Linked DNA regions of Mustela erminea: region 1 is linked to region 2. A link is a contact called in public Hi-C data. All regions are on one chromosome and are shown on one strand. Each heading gives the region's core, a stretch centred on a gene start, on an enhancer-like site or on the middle of the called end of the contact. The rest is flanking DNA. Distances are from core to core; before and after follow the strand shown.

Region 1 (2,700 bases), core at 139-2,638, 160 kb before region 2:
AAAAAAAAATAAGTAGCCGAGGGGGTGCCTAGGTGGCTCAGTGGGTTAAACATCTGCCTCTGGCTCCGGTCACGATCATAGAGTCCCAGGATGCAGCTGGAGTCATGGGACTCCTTGTTCAGTGGGGTGTCTGCTTCTCCCTCTGCCCCTCACCCCACTCTTATACTCTTTCTCTCAAATAAATAAATAAAATCCTTTAAAAAAAAAAAAAGTCAACCTAAAATAATCCTTATGCCAAAGGATTTTGGGGGTGGTAAATTCTGCTCCCCTTCAGGGATGACAGGCTGTAGGAAACAGGATGGGCTCTCAAGGTGCAGTGGGAGCCTGTGAATTCCTCCCTCTGGCCACCCAGGTGGGTGGAGGGTCAGCAGCGATTTTTCAGACACGGAGTGTAGGGGAGGCGCAGACCTCAAGTACTTGTTTATTCATTTGTTCATTCAGTCAAGCAGGCTTTTTTTTTTTTTTTTTTTTTTTTTTCATTAAGCACCTGTCACAGGACCAGGTAGTGTGTGGTGAGCCATGCCAGGAGTTGAATCAAGAACCACAGAGCCCTGTCTTCAGGAAGCTCTCAGCCTACCGTGCTCAGAAGTTCACAAACAACCTGACTTCATTTTTACCTTTTTCTGCAACGTTTGGAGAAGCTTCCGGGACGATGAGATGTAGGACAGGGTAGAGGATGACAGTTTAGAGTCGGGATGCCATGCCCCAGGGTGAGGAGGGGATGGCCCTCCACCCGGTTGATGAGGGCAATTCAGAAAAACCGGGTCTGTGGGGGTTGGGAACGTCCCTGCAGCTGCTGCGCTGTGGCCGCTGTGGCTGGGGGCGGGCAGTCCCCGGGCCGCGTGGGAGTGGTATGAAGGCCGAGAAAAATTAAGGCCATCCCACCTCAGGTTTAGTCTTAGCATGCCTTAGCATAAGTACAGCCATCCTAGTTCCGGCAGCCATCTCAGACCCCTGTGCCCAAGGGCTGAACTTTCCCCTACTTTACTTTAGTTCTAAGGACCCCCCCCACCCTGCTTTAGTAACAAGAACCCCCACCCTGCTTTGGTTCCAGAGACCCCCACCCTGCTTTAGTAACAGGAACTCATAAATACCCCTGCCTTAACTAAGCTCAGTGGTGGCTCCTTGGTGGTCTCTCCGACGCGAAAACTGGGGTATAACAGTGGGAGGTGGGGCCTGGGCAGGGGTCCCCAGGGGCGCTGGAGGAGAGCGGAGTCTCCCCTGGGCTCTGGTCCAGCCCATCCGGCTCCCGGCCCCGCCGTTGGGGGGCGCTGCCTCCTCCCGGGCGGCTGGGGGCGCTGCGGCCAAGCGGCGGGGGGCGCTGCCTCCTCCGGGACGGCGGGGGGCGCTGCGGGCCGGGCGGCGGGGGCGGCCCGGGCCGGCGCGGCGAGTGGCGCGGCGGATGGAGAGTCTGGCCGCGGCCGGCGGCGCCGCCTCCTTGTCGGGCCGGGCACGGCGGGCCGGGGCCTTTGTGTGAGGCGGCGGTGGCGATGGTGCTCGGGCCCCGCGGAGCCGGGTAAGCGCGGCCGGGCCGAGGGCTGACCCGGGTGGAGGCCAGACCCCCGTCCCGGCCTTTCTCTCGCTCTCGCGGGGCTCCCTCCTGCCCGCTCCCGTCGCCGGACCCATCATACCCGGCCGCGCGCCGACCCCGGCCGGTCCCGCCGCCCATCCTTTCGTTCCCGTCCGGCCCGGCGCCCCCGGAGCCGCCCCGGGGGGATCCCCTGCCGCTTGGGGCGCGACCGAGGTGCTCCGTGGCCCCCGGATGGAGCACCCTGGCCCGATCCAACCCCGTTCTTGCTGGGTTTGACCCTCCAGAGGGGAGACTGCGGCACCACGGGATTGTTGGGGTGCCTTCTCGGAAGTTCCCAGTGTGCCCCCCTTCCCACCCTCCACTCAGGCTTGCCAGTGCCCCGACCTGATGTGTGGCCGCCAGGGCCCGGGAGACGCTTCCCTGTATCCCAACAAAGCGCAGAAGCTTCTTGGATTCCAGAAAAAGTTGGGAGTTTGTAGAGGTGGTGAGGTGGAGAAAGGGGCTGTGTTGCGCGGGGCGAGTGCTGAAATTGAAGGAGAATGCAGCTAGCTTGGCTTCCTCACGCATGCAGGACTTGAAGGGGGTGGGGGGAGTGGGATCCAGCAAGCTTTTAGGAGTCTTGCTAGTATAATTAGATGCCCTCTTAGGGCATCAAGTCTTTTCGTTCTGATCAGCATATGCATAGATCCCAAAAAGGGTGGTTGAAAAAAAAAAGGCATATATAAGTAATAGTAAATGCTACAGTGTATTCTATTTTGCTTTATTTCTTTGGGTCTTGAGTGTTTTAGCTTAATCTTAAGCATGCAGAGGAGGAGACAACAATATCTGGATGGCTCTGGTTATGGTAAGACAAGAGACTAGGCAGGTAGGTGGTCTAGGGAGGGAGAGATCAGAACTCATGAATGAGTAAGAGGTCTATTTAGGGACTGGAAGGACAGAGCACTGATAAGAAAATAAAAGAGCAACCTTCTCTTGCCCTCAGCAGCTAATGGAACTTTGGTAATTATGTTCAAGTACTTTTACGGCGTTTGGCGTTTGGTGTTGTAAGAGAAATGAAAGCACTGAACGAGATAGGAAAGCGTGTATTGGGGAAGAAGTTAGGAGATCCATTTGAGCCCTCCATCTAATAATGAAGTGAGGGATTGTGTCCAAGAGGTTGCCTCTGACTT
Region 2 (2,700 bases), core at 81-2,580:
AAATTCATGAAAATGATGGTTTTCGAATGACATGATATCTTTGTGATTATAGACTGTCCACCCCAGTCCACATTTGCAATGAGGTTTATCTTTACCAGGTTAGAGTGATGGGCAGATCTGCACATTAGCAGCAAACAGCCTCCTTTTATACTCGTAAATCTCTCCGTACTTCTGCAAGATTTCTATAATTCAGATTTTAGCATTCCTGGGTGTTCTATTTGAGAGACTGAATATACAAACCGTGGCCAGACCATATATAAAAACAGAACTCTGAGGGCTGCTGGCAGGCTCAGCTCACAGGGCATGCAACTCAGGGTTGTGAGTTCAGCCCAATGTTGGGTGTAGAGTTTACTTACAAACAAAAACAAAACAGAACTCCAACCTACAACCTTTAGAAGCCAAACCCCTTATCCATAATAAACAGCTCAGGAAGTCAGCCTGCTTATAGGTCAGACTTGCAAAAGTCAGACCATTGTCTCTAGTGATATTTCAGGAAGCCAGACCATAACCCCAAATGGCCAGGACTTGATTAATAAATATCAGCTTCCTTAGATTTTGTGGTTACTTCCAATTTAGGACCAATCAGAGAAAGCCAAATTAGCGCTCCTAACCAATCACACAGAATGCCCCTATGCCAGTTAGCCCAGCTACAGCTTTCCCATGTAAACAGCCTTTGAATCTAGGTACACCTGAAACCTCCTGTTCACCCAGTATATAAAGCTTACCGATTCCTCTGCCTGCGTTTGACTCTCTGCTAGAACCCAAGTGTCTGCAGCTGACCCCCTTGCTATATAGCAAGCTCTGAATAAAAAGCCTTTGACCTTATTTGGTTGGTCTTCGTTTATTTCCACATAGTGGACCTAGTAATTCTATGAAGAATTAATTTTCAGACCCTCTTAAAAAGACACTGGCGCTTGGGTGGCTCACTCTTTTAAGTGCCTCGGGCTTGGGTCATGATCCCAGCGTCCTAGGATAGAGCACAGCATCAGGCTCTTTGCCCAGCGGGGAACCTGCTTCTCCCTCTCCCTTTCCCTCTGCCTGCAGCTCTGCCTGCTGGTGCTCGCGCTCTCAATCTCTCTGAAATAAAATCTTTTTTTTAATGGCTTACATTGTTTAAATGCGTTTCCAAAACATTCATAAAGTTAAGGGGGAACATCATTTTTTACGTCATCTTAACCTAAGTCAACACGCTCAAGAGCTCACCTCTCTGTATGACACCTTCCTTCCTGAAACAGCAGCGGCTTTCTTCTACCCACGAGAGCAGAGGTCTTAGTGAGAACGCTGATAGGCCGAGACCAAGCGGCGCCCAAGCCAACCCCTAAGTGGGAACTACAATTCCCAGCGGCCCGTCGAGACGTCCGGTTGCGGCCACAGCGCGCCTGCGCAATGTCCGGGGATCCTGCTGTGTGATTCCCGCCAATTTTTGCGGTTCTACGACAGTGAGTCGAGCCTTCCATGGAGACGTTTGACCCTGCCGAGCTGCCCGAACTGCTTAAGCTTTATTACCGGAGGCTTTTTCCCTACGCCCAGTACTACCGTTGGCTCAACTATGGCGGAGGTGATAAAGCCGGGAGCGGAGTGGGTAGTGGTTCGGTGGGGAGGGTGAGGAGGTACTGGGAGCGTTCCTCGGAACGACAATATGAAGTACCTCCTGTGCGCCAGGCATTGTGCCAGCGCCTTTTCGTATTATCTCGAGCCTTCCCCCCAGCTCAGAGATGTAAAGGGGCCGAGAGAGGTTACGGTAAGCAGGCACACAGAGGAAGAAAGAGCCGCTGCTCCTACCATCACGTGGTGGGACTCCCCATTCAGCTCATTTACCTGCCGCGCGCCTGAGCCCAGGACATTACTGGGTCGTACCCGGAAGGGGCAGAGGCGTGTTCTGTATCGGGGACAGCGGGGCATCTCCCGGAAGATGAGAGGTACTGAGCTCTTCGCAGCTGAACTTAGTAGTGCTCGCCGAGGAGAGACAGCTGACATTACATCTTTAGAATATGTCTGCATCTTTTTCCTCATTTTTACTTTTTCCTATCAGAGGCAGGATGGTATGCACCTTCAGAGTAGGAACTAGTTTTGTGTTTTGTTTTGTTTTTTAAACATGTAGCACAGCGTTGAGCACAGAGGGCTCATTAAAAATATCTTATCATTGGTTAATGTTTTAATGCCCTGAGCCGAATCGAGTGTCAAATTAACTTTAAAATGGTATATTTATTTTGCAGTAATAAAGAATTACTTTCAACACCGTGAATTTTCATTCACATTGAAAGATGATATTTACATTCGCTACCAATCCTTCAACAACCAGAGTGAGCTGGAAAAGGAGATGCAGAAAATGAATCCATACAAGATTGATATAGGCGCGGTATATTCCCACAGAGTAAGAAATCGGTTTTTTAATGTATTTTGTAGTTTTGTTTTTTAAACCAAGAATGGATTGGTGTTCTCATTGTTTTGAGGTTAAATTTTTATAATTGATTCTAGTTGAGTCCCACTTTAACTTTTTTGCAAGTAGATTGTAATATTTTGTTGTTCTTTCATACTCCACATTACTGATTGGAAATCATTTGGAAGTGAATTGGTTGTATTCTTACTAGGACAGAAAAATTGAATATCTGGCCAAAAGTGTAAACAAGGAAGTCAGCGTGGTTTAAAGGAAGGTATTTTAAAACAATTACATTGTCTTCCAGCATTGGAGGTGTTTTG

Evidence for each region. A called contact is a pair of places that touch in the nucleus more often than the background predicts.
Region 1: a contact with region 2 is called in a Hi-C map of spleen, with 4 times the contacts expected there. The contact joins the promoter of ZBTB39 here to the promoter of HSD17B6 in region 2. A contact is called at or near these places in 2 of 3 Hi-C or Micro-C datasets (fibroblasts and spleen).

The regions. Positions count from the first base shown.
Region 1 is chr6:93,307,960-93,310,659 of mMusErm1.Pri, reverse strand. It overlaps ZBTB39 (zinc finger and BTB domain-containing protein 39), which reads left to right and starts at 1,388. Exons shown (of 2, transcript XM_032348711.1): 1 at 1,388-1,516.
Region 2 is chr6:93,152,804-93,155,503 of mMusErm1.Pri, reverse strand. HSD17B6 (17-beta-hydroxysteroid dehydrogenase type 6) reads right to left here and starts at 1,330. Exons shown (of 5, transcript XM_032348703.1): 1 at 1,204-1,330. It overlaps PRIM1 (DNA primase small subunit), which reads left to right and starts at 1,356. Exons shown (of 12, transcript XR_004286987.1): 1 at 1,356-1,558; 2 at 2,217-2,374.